Linked DNA regions of Ovis aries: region 2 is linked to region 1. The links are chromatin contacts, called in public Hi-C maps. All regions are on one chromosome and are shown on one strand. Each heading gives the region's core, a stretch centred on a gene start, on an enhancer-like site or on the middle of the called end of the contact. The rest is flanking DNA. Distances are from core to core; before and after follow the strand shown. Region 1 overlaps APAF1 (apoptotic peptidase activating factor 1). Region 2 overlaps ANKS1B (ankyrin repeat and sterile alpha motif domain containing 1B).

Region 1 (5,737 bases), core at 1,138-3,637:
AGTCAGGCATGACTGAAGCGACTTAGCAACAGCAGCAGCACAACATGAATGAACCCTGATATGTTACGCTAAATGAAATGAGCCAGACACAAAAAGACGTATATGACTCCACTTATATGAAATATCTAGAAAAGGTAAATTCATAGTTTAGAGGTTACCAGGGGCTGAAGAGGGAGTTACTACTTATTGGTTACAGTGTTTCTGTTTGATGAAAAAAGTTTTGGAAAAATGGTGATAGATGCATATGCAACATTGTGAATATAATGAATGCCACTGAATTGTGTATTTTAAAATAGCTAAAATGGCAAATTTTACAAATCTTCACATCTTGCAAATGCAGGGTTCCTTTCTGCGTTTATAGACTTTAACAAACTTAAGACAAAGGATATATTTCTCTTTGGTTTCCTGCTAAAGGGGAAAAAACCTATAAGCAACCAAGATCCAAGGGTCATAACTACTAGATCAATAATAGTAATATAAATAGTCCCTCCGTTAGTTTTTATACAACTATATGTATGCTTCAATTGTGTTCATTAAAACTGGAATCTCTTCGGTGGGAGAAATAGGGAAAGGCTGACAAAAGGATACAAACTTTTAGTTACAAGATGAGAAGGTCTGTGGAGCTAATGTATAACATGGTGACTATCGGTGATATTGCACTGTAAAAGAGAGTAAAATGTTAACATCTTAAAGGAAGGGAGGGAGGAAGAAAAGCAGACAAATATGTAAGGTGACAATATGTTAATTAGCTCAACAAGAGTAATCCCTTCACGATGTATGTTGTTATTTAGTCGCTAAGTAACACCCAACTCTTTCGCAACCCCAAGGACTGTAGCCTACCAGGTTCCTCTTATCTATGGGATTTTCCAGGCAAGAATACTAGAGCGGGTTGCCATTTCTTTCTCCAGGATATCTTCCCAACCCAGGAATTGAACCTAGGTCTCCTGGGTCTGCTGCACTGGCAGGCAGATTCTTCAGCACAGAGCCACCAGGGAAGCCCTCACAATGTATCAAATCATCATGTTATATACACTTTAAATATTTTACAATTTTGTCAATCATTCCTCAATAAAGCTGAAAATGAAATAAAACTGTAATCGAATATTGCTCATTAAGTTTTTAAAATTACCATCAGAATATAATGACATTGGGCCCTAATCAGAAGACCTAGGTCTCTAAATCACAGTGTAACTTTCGACACATTACTACCAGAGGGCTACTGCAATGTGCTGTGTCAAGAGAAATTCTATATAAGAGCACTCTGAATACTACATATGTAAACTGTTACAAGAACTGAAAAAAGAAGGCATTTCCTAGGCATTTACCTTCTTTTGCATATCTTCCTCATTTACTTCACAGAAATATCACAAACTTCAGTTGTCGATAAGTATTTCTATCAGTCACCAAATCACAATATTTTAAGGCTAAGAAAGTACTCTGAAAGTCACCTAAACCAATGTACTGGTAAATTGGGGGGGGAAGTGGGCTGAGTGATGCAGCCAGCATTCCATCTATGTTTTAGATCAATTTGAGATACACTGGTTGTAAACAACAGAAATTGTTTCTTTATTGTAGGACTTCTAGAGGCCATAGATATTATATATTAGTATACACTAAAGGGGGGAAAGTACCTCTAATAGGGAAAGTAATACGTAACATTTCCAAACCTGTTTGACCATGGAGACCTTTTCTCACAAGGCCTATGGACACTCCCTGAAGCATAGTTCTAAGAATTGCAGGAGGTTAGAGCATCTGCCCCAAAAACATTCAGCTATACTTTATGTCAATAAACAGTGTAAAATGCAACAATCAATAGGTGTTTCAACTTTAAGTTAGACTAAATCTGGCTTTTTAAAATACCAGTACTTACAAAGACTTTATTTTTCGCGGCCACCATTATCTTAGCACCATCAGCAGACCACGAACAGCATTTCACTATCACTTCCAGATCCTCCTGAGGCTCCTCTGAATTCAGGAAGAACTGCTTCACATTAATGCTTTTCCTCTCATTTGCGGATTTCACATCCCAAAGCTTCAAATTTCAAAAATAAAAAAAATGTTTTAAGTTTGTTTTGATCTCAAGTCACACCTCTAGAATCCCACCTGGATTAAATGTCACACAAAATATTCAAGTTCACTTAATGAATTATTTTTCATTATGTATAACTTTTTATAAGGCTTTTAAATTAAGTATTCCAGCTTCATTCATCACCTTCCTAAAAAGAAAAAAAAATTAAAAGCACTCCAAAAAAGAATGTAAAACTATATAAAATGTTAAAAGAGCCTTGCATGGTGTGGAGGAGGCCACAGATTAGGCGCTGACAGCAGGACGGGCGCAGAAGAAGGAAGGAAGGTGTGGCTCACGACTTGCCACTGCTGCCCTCTGCTGTGCCAGCCATGAGGCGCGCCTCACAGTCTACCGTATGCACAGCATGCGCGCGACACACAGGACCCAGTTCCAGCTGAGCTACAATCTAGCAGAGCATCCAGAGATATAAGGAAGTCCCTGAAAACACAAAACAAAGCTATGCTGAAAGGAAGCAGTCTTGCGCACTTGGTGGGGCTAAAGGGGTCTCTAAAATAACCGGATTCTGGGGAGTGGGAGACAAAAGACCAAACCTCACTTACTAGCAAAGCCACCTGAGCAGCCCGAAAAACAAAGGGCTTCAAAAAGATCTTGGACTTTCCTGGTGGTCCAGTGGTTAACAATCCACCTTCCAATGCAAGGGACATGGGTTTGATCCCTGGTCTGCAAAGTTCCACATGCTGTGGAGCAACTAAGCCTGTGCACAAATATTGAGCCTGTGCTCTAGAGCCCACAAGTCACCACTACTGAAGCCCAAGTGCCCTAGAGCCTGTGCTCCAGCAACAATAGAAGCCACTTCAATGAGAAGCCGACACACATCAAAGAGGAGCCCCCCACTCTCCGTAACTAGAGAAGGCCTTCGGACTGCAACAAAGACCCGACGCAGCCAAAAAATTACTTTTAACTACTTTTTAACCCATCTTCACTCCCCTTGGCCTGTGCAGTGTCCCAGTTTCGTCGAATGATAATGGCTGCCATACACAGACCTAGAGTTGGTCGAGGACAAGGATTTAAAACAAAACAAACAAACAAAAAAGCTGTTCCCCGGGCTTCAACTCAGCTTCCAAAGCACAGCTCCGAGAGTAAAACCAGATTTGACTGACCAGACACAAGCTTCCCCAATGACTCAGTGGGTATAGAATCTGCTTGCACTGCCAAAGACAGAGTAGATACAAGTTTGATCCCTGGATCAGGAAAATCCCCTGGAAAAGGAAATGGCAACCTACTCCAGTATGCTTGCCTGGGAAATCCCACAAGACAGAGGAGCCTGGTGGGCTCCAGTCCATGGGGTCGTAAAGAGTCAGACACAACCAAGTGACTAAGCACACACGTTTAAATCTCTCAAGTTTAAAGATTATATACACTAGAAATACAGCCAAACCCAAAACCGTTCCCCATGCAATAACTTCAGATAAACTGGATGAACCCAAAGAGACTTCTGAAGTATTGTTAGCCCTTCTTGACACTCAAGAGAGAAAATCTAAACTCCAGTGCCAGAAGCTTCAGTCACATCAGCCAGATTATATGAGAAATCACACAGTTTCTCTCTTAACACGAAAAACAAAAGCAATCACTGCCTTGATTTAAGGAAGAAAAAGAAAACTAATACAACCCGATTTCACTACATCTTTTACATGTGGGCCTGACTTTAGCTCCTATCCAAGGAGTGATGAAATTCCACGTCGAGGGACCAAATAAACACCTGAATTTCATTCTGAGCTAGTCATTGCCCTGTATCCAGGGCCCACATGCACCCTGGCCCTCGAGTGGTTTAAACGGCAATTTTTAAATAAAACTCACATTTTGAAACAGTTTATCATCGGGGCCTGAAAAACACATGTTTATCAACATGATACACTATAAAACACTTAGATGATTACAGAGCCATTTGGAGCAAGAAATAATTTTACAGTTCTCCATCGTTTTGGAAAATAAAAGCTTTACAAGACATTGACCTTGAAATGTTGTTATCCAGCATCATTTTGCAGGATGTCTGCTTACTGCACGTCACTGTATCAGTGCAAACCAGCCAACGACACTGGCTTAATAGCTCTGTGGGAAAGCTGCCACAAACACAGCAGTTCTCACCCAGGGTGCAGTAATGTCTGTCCCCCTGCTGCTAGCGCTCTGTGCTCCACAATCACATTTGATACTCACCAATGAAATCAGAATCCTGTCCCTGAAGACTTTTAAAATGTTTTTCTTTTGAGTTTCGAGAAGTCTTAATTCAATCTGAAGGGACACGGTAAAGGTTTATCATCTTGCTCACGTGATGTGAGTCACTTTGAGATTATATAAATGAATCGGATACAGACACTACTCTCAAGGAGTTTAGAGGCAGTAAAGGAGGTAAGACAAGCACATATATGACTAACAGGACTTTCCTGGCAGTCCAGTGGTTTAAGACTTCGCCTTCAAATACAGGGGGTAGGGATACAATCCCTGGTTGGGGAGCTAAGACCTACCTGCCCTGGGGCCAAAAAACCAAAACATGAAACAGAAGCAATATTGTAACAAATTCAATGATGACTTTTAAAAAACATGCTCCCCTTTAAAAAAAATAAAACCACAAGATATGTCAGATGAGTCATTCGAAAGGGAAACACACAACACAGTGGAAATGCTTTACCAAACCTGTCGGCTTGGGGAAACACTTTTTACCTCCTCACTCTCCTGCCTGAAGATCAGCCTCTGTACACCAACTTAAAAAATAGAAAGAAAGTGAAGTCGCTCAGTAGTGTCTGACTCTTTGCGACCCCATGGACTGCAGCCTACCAAGCTCCTCCTTCCACGGGATTTTCCAGACAAGAATACTGGAGTGGGTTGCCATTGCCTTCTCCAGGAGATCTTTCCAACCCAGGGATTGAACCCAGGTCTCCCGCACTGTAGTCAGACTCTTTACCGTCTGAGCCACCAGGGACTATACCAACTTAAGATGGACACAATTTCCATACCAAAATGATACCCAGGAGTTTAGGCTAAGGGGTCAGCATAAATGAAGGTACAAAATAGGGAAGCAGAGATAAGGCAAAGGGAGGACAGGGCAGTATAGGAGTAGCAGCAAGGGTCTACATGCTCCCGCACAGAACCCTGCCTGCTCTGAGCCCCCTGACACATACTTTCATCATCTTCATGGTTTGTCTATGACTTGGTTTTCTCCTCACTAGACCCTGAACAACTTCAGGCCAGGAAATATAGTTTTTCTCTAGTGTCTAAAAACCAAACATCTAGTACATAATCTTCCACATAGTAAGTACTTAATAAATAATCAATAAATACATTTTAAGAGAAAAGACAGATTATTCCCATGTTTCAAGCACAGGTGAGAAGAGACAATAGCGTTAGTGAAACAAAACAGGGTTCTGCCGATAGAATACATATATTCGCCTCCATACTCTCCCCAAACCCACATGAAACAGGAGTAAAGAGACTTTTTCTCTCTAGGCATATTTTGAGTACTCTCTTATAAAATTAATCATCATTTAAAAACAAAAAAAGAATGGGTACACTTAAAAATATGATAGCAGAAATTTAAAACAAAATAGGAGACGAAAATAAAGCTAAATAAATTTTCCAAGAAGCAGGACGAATGGATGAGGGGAGAAAAATAAGAAAACATCCCCAACAGACATTCTAGAAAAAGAAACTAGA
Region 2 (5,619 bases), core at 1,121-3,620, 340 kb before region 1:
ACCTGGCTGCCCTTTGGCTGTCTCTCATTTGCCCCTTCCTTCTCATTTCTCCCCATTTTCTTGTTTCTCTCAAGCAGAAAACTAGAATCATCTTATTGCTACTTAAGTTCAAGCCATACCCTTTGGATCTGATCTACTCCATTCATTCACTCATTCAACCAAGGTTTACTGAGTGTTCATCATCAAAACAGTAATAAAAACAACAATTTACCCTTATGTAATCCTTTGTGTTCTTTATATATATATTATCTCATTTGATCTTTGCAATAATCCTATAACGAAGATATTGCTGTAATGCCCATTTTCAAATGAGGATACTGAAGTGGAATAAAGAAATGTGCCATGCTTTTGTATAAAAGTAACAGAAAGCCCAACGTACAGTGACTGAAACAAAGAGACATTTATTTCTCTCCTAGAACAATAAGCTGGGAAGCCATTTGACCCTAGTGTTGGTTCTCTGGCGCAGCAACGTCAGGGCTTGAACTTCCGAGAACCGCCTGACCTTTTTCCTCACGTACGCACAATGGCTGCCCTGTATTGGAGCATCGGGTCCACATTTGTGTAAAGAAAATGAGAGAAAGGGTAGCGCTGTCTGCTTCTGTCCCTCCAGCAGGGAGTCATAGGCTTTCCAGGATCCCTCACTGCTTTTCTGCTCACCTCTCATTGGCCAAGCCTGTGTCATGTGGCCACCTCTAGCAGCAGGAGAGAATGCAGAAGTAAAATCCAAGTAGTTTTTTGTTTGTTTGTTTTTCTTTTTGTTTCCAAGCCTCTGTGATGGAAGGCAGCAGGGCAAATGGGACCTTGGAATGTCTGATAGGTGGCCAGTGGGCAGCGTGTATGCCACGGGGAGCACCTGCTTGAAGCAGCGCTGGACGGAGGAGTCCTGTGCTCCAGGGCATGCAGCCCTCACCATCATGCTCTACTGCACATTGGGGGGCTGGTTAGTCCACCCTCATGGAGCCAGGACACAAAGAAGCACACAAGTAAGTTTAAAACTGCACATCCCTATATGTGCTAAGAGATAGAAGAGTGGGCTTCTCAAAAAACTAAAAACACCTAACACTCTCTCATTATTGTCTGCACCGACCCTGAGAAGTCCAGCAGGCTCTCTTGGGAGGTGATGCTCTTTACAGAGAAGTCCTGCGCCTTGACTTCTCTGAGGTCCTTCCCTTCCCTTTCTCTGCACTCCATCTTATCTCTTGTTGTTGCTTTGTTATTATTCATGCGCATGTTTTTCTGCCAAAGTTTTGGCTTCATCTTTTATTCTCCCCTCTGTTCTTCTTTTCCTCTTCTACTCACATGTTTCTTAGCATTTTACTGGATACTCCAACAAGAAGAGGACCTGGGCTTTATTCTTGTGAACTGAAATTGTTCTTGTTTTAGCTTCTAAGGAATTTGGAAGAGATGATCACTCTTGTAAAAATCACAGTTTGAAATTTCAGTCATCACAGAGTGTCCAGCTAACCTCCCTTCATACTGTAAGAAGAGAATTAGATGGCGGTTATTAGTAGACTGCAGTTTCAGCTACGGCAAATTTCTTCTGATGGCACCCAGCCCCAGCCGTGCAGCCTTGGGAGAGGCCATCATGTCCACGTGCCCTTCACACATGGTACCTGACTGAAAAGTATAAACCTCGTGGCAAAGAGCCCACCCACATGTTCAAATAGCATCAACTTTCCCATTTTCCTTAGATCCTGGTGTTCTTTTGATACATTAAAAAAAAATCATGATATACAATTAACCTTTGACTCAACATCAGAATTTACTAAAATTTGGCCTTGTGTAATCTTATTTCTCTGAACCATCATCCCAGATTCCAATATGAAACATCTGTCGCCGCCTCGGAGAGCCAGAGCCCCAGCTGGCTCGGTCATGGGATACAGAATGGGCAGACACACTGTAACCATATGAACTGCTTTGCTCCAGAAACGAAATTGAGTATAAATCCCAGTTTGCGTACCCACAGATGTATATAAAGGTCAGGCTGCTGGTGTAACCCCTTGGCTTGTGCTTGGCAGAGTTCCATGCTCTTGTTCAGTGAAAGGATGAGTGTGCCGTGAACGCAGATGGGGTTGCACAGTTTACCCCGTTTGCCAGCTTTCAGGGAAAATGCAAAGCTCCAGGTGCGCTGTGTATCCCAGGAGCCAAATGGGACGGGCTGTGCTCCTAAGTGCAGTGCTGTGCTGGCTGCTGAGGTTCTGGTGGGCAAGGGACTTCAAGTACTCGGGGACAGTTTTGTCTAATGAAGATTAACAGTTACTATTTCGGTTATAAGCCACAAAGAGATCATAACTGCTGATTTCACTTGAGGGCTTATCTCAGCAAGTACAGTTTAGCGGTACTGAAGCATACAGGTAGTGCAGTAAATGGAAACTCCACTAGATGGTGGTGGTGTTCTGCTAACCAGAAGCAAGCCTCGCCGAGGCCTTGACTCCACCACTTTTCTATTCCAAAGGTAAAGCAAAATAGGATCGTGAAAATACTTTGTTGTTGCTCCTTTGTATTCATTCTAGATTATATGCAAATAGATTATTATTTGTAGCGGTTGATCAAAGACTAAGCTTCTCTAGAGGGTTGAGGATTCTTTCTCTTTTTTTACATAGACACATGGATTTTAATCTTTTATACATTTATATTTCATAGGTTTTACATGTAATATCTCTTTTAGCATATTGTAATCTTTTAACCTTATTTTTATGTGTACTAGAACTTACTCGCTTAATACCGGTGCTCTCAGGACATACATGCTACCGTTTTCTCACCGCTCCTGGAGCAATCTCTCATACAAGGGCCCAGGCTTCCAGGATGGAATGCGGATTGTCCTATGAGCAGCTTCCCTTCAAACTCAAAGTGATACAATTTGCAGTGATTGTTTTCACTTTTGTCACCCCACTCCAGCACTCTTGCCTGGAAAATCCCATGAACAGAGGAGCCTGGTGGGCCGCAGTCCATGGGGTCGCTAAGAGTTGGACACGACTGAGCGACTTCACTTTCACTTTTCACTTTCATGCACTGGAGAAGGAAATGGCAACCCACTCCAGTGTTCTTACCTGGAGAATCCCAGGAACGGGGGAGCCTGGCGGGCTGCCGTCTATGGGGTCGCACAGAGTCGGACATGACTGAAGCAACTTAGCAGCAGCAGCAGCAGCAACCTTACTTAAATACAATCCAGGTTCACAAGTTCCTCTTAGAGGTCTTATTAGAAAATCTTGCCTTATGTTTCAGAAAATAATAATAAGTAAAACTAACTTTAAAAATATACATGTCGATCTGGTTCCAAAAATCATCTCAAATTCTTTTTCTTTTAATGAAAATGTAGCTAACTTGTATCAAATTCACAATCCTCTGTGAAATTTCCCTTTAACTCCTCCAGTTCTACTGTCTTTCTACTTCACAATTAAAGGAGATCTCAGATGTCTCCCCCCAAAGCAGCCTGGGTAAATTCCCACGGTGCAGACTCCAGGCAGAATTCCCAGAAGGGCAGATGACAGCTGTTCCTTCCCCATCACACTGGAAAAGTGGCACAAGGACAGGTTGCTCATAGAACACCAGACAAATATCCATCCGCCCTTGAGAGGGTTCCAAACCCAAAGGCATTGCGTGAACATCGTCAGAAAAATTGCTATTTCATTTTAAGAGAAAAGAAACGTGGCCTAATCTAAAACAAATGCAAATTCCAAAGGACTTTGAAATGAACCATTGCAACAAAAGAAATTTGGGAAATGTCAATCATAATTATATTAATACATTGAAAAGAAATAATTAAAAGGTTGAACAAGAGTATATCAATAGTTTTCTGAGATGGTAGGAATAGTAAACATCAAGTTTTTTCTAAGTGTTTGTTGGTTGCTTACTATAGGCCACTTCAGTGTGAAAAACTTGTCATCAATAGGAAGATTGTAATTTCTAATATTTGGTTTTATTTTCATGAAGTTATAATTATTACTTCAGTTAATTCAAACAATGCAGAAATGTACAGAATACAAAGTAAGAGGGTCTCCTTGCCGTTTTCTCACTCCCTTTTACCTAACCAATTCCAGTCCCCATAGAAAGAGGTGACTTCTGTTAAAAACAGTTTGGTATACATCCTTCCAGTAATTTTAAATCGCTATTGGCATATGGTGATATGTGGAACATTTCTGGTATATTGATGGCTATATTTTGGGGTGAAATTTTATCATGATTTTAGTATGATTCTTCTTAAAAATAATATAAATATATTATTTATATTGTTCTAGTCCTTATATTTACATACAATTATTTTACCAAGGAATATGCTATTATTGTATTCATTTCTCCAATGTACATTCCTGTTTTAAGAAAAATTCATTAACTTAAAAAGCTGCACATAATTAATATATACAAGTTGATGAGTTTGAAAATGAGTCTACACCCATAAAACTATCACCACCAGTAGGTTTATCTGTACCATCGACCTATTAATGACTTCTAAAAGTGATACATTATTGCACATGATATTGCTTTTATTATTATATTAATAATGCATTATTATTTATTATATTATTACTTGTTATTTTGTGAAAAGAACATGTCGTATGAGATCTACTGTCTTAGCAAATTTTTAAATACACAATACAGTGGTAACTATAGGCATTATGTTATATAATAGATCTTTAAGATTTATTAATTTTGTATAACTGAAGCTTTGTCCCTTTCATGAATACCCCTCCCCCAGCCCTTGGAAATCACTGCTTCTATGGGTTTAACTATTTTAGGTTCATCATGTAAGTGACGTCTTGTAGTATCTCTTCTTGTGTGTCTGGCTTTTTTCACTTAGCATAATGTCTTCCAGATTCACTCGTGTTGTTGTAAATCACAGAATTTCCTTATCTTTTCTTGGCTATATCATGTTCTGTTGTGGGCTTCCATGTGGCTCAGAGGTAAAGAACCCACCTGCCAATGCAGGAGACGTGAGTTCATGATCCCTGGGTTGGAAGATCCCCTGGAGAAGGAAGTGGCAACCCATTCCAGTATCCTTGCCTGGGAAATTCCATGGGTTCTCAAAGAGTCAGTCACGACTTAGCAACTAAACCACAGCAACAATATTCTGTGATATATGTACCATGTTTCCTCTTACCATTCATCAGCTGATAGCCATTTAGGCTGCTTCTGTGTCCTGGTTATTGTGAATAATGCTGCAGCTAACATGAAAGTGTTGATATCTCTTCTAATCCTGTTTTCATTTCCTTGGGATATGTATCCAGGAAGAGGGTTGCTGGATCATATGGTAGGTCTATTTTCAGTTTTTTGAGAAACTTTCATACTTTTTTTGTGGCTGTACCAGTTGACATCCTCGCCAACTGTATACGGGTATACCCCTTTGTCCACATACCCTTACCAACATTTGTTTTTTTCTTTAAGTAAAAGCCATCCTAATGGGTGCATGGTTTTGATTTGCATTTCCCTGATGATTAGGAATGTTGAGGGTTTTTTTTCATACAACTGCTGGCCATTTATATATATAAATATTCTCTAGTCAGTAAATCTATAATCTTATTAAAGTTATGACCAAGGTAACCCATTCTTAAAGTGATGTGATAGTCAAACAAATACTGCCCAGCAACCAGACAGTAATTCTGAAATATCACAAGATTTTTA

What was found. A called contact is a pair of places that touch in the nucleus more often than the background predicts.
Region 2: a contact with region 1 is called in a Hi-C map of hypothalamus, with 7 times the contacts expected there. The contact joins two enhancer-like sites. A contact is called at or near these places in 2 of 16 Hi-C or Micro-C datasets (hypothalamus and skin fibroblasts).

The regions. Positions count from the first base shown.
Region 1 is chr3:168,400,326-168,406,062 of ARS-UI_Ramb_v3.0, reverse strand. It overlaps APAF1 (apoptotic peptidase activating factor 1), which reads right to left. Exons shown (of 25, transcript XM_060413091.1): 15 at 1,871-2,032. Among named protein-coding and RNA genes, the nearest start is that of APAF1, 46 kb to the right of the region's middle. Within about 2 kb of position 2,387, at least 7 of the 54 cell types and tissues checked have an H3K27ac peak or open chromatin away from gene starts, as enhancers often do. A contact at or near this core is called in hypothalamus, where this site is marked.
Region 2 is chr3:168,736,127-168,741,745 of ARS-UI_Ramb_v3.0, reverse strand. The region is part of intron 17 of ANKS1B (ankyrin repeat and sterile alpha motif domain containing 1B); the gene reads left to right. Among named protein-coding and RNA genes, the nearest start is that of TRNAC-ACA, 180 kb to the left of the region's middle. Within about 2 kb of position 2,370, at least 6 of the 54 cell types and tissues checked have an H3K27ac peak or open chromatin away from gene starts, as enhancers often do. A contact at or near this core is called in hypothalamus, where this site is marked.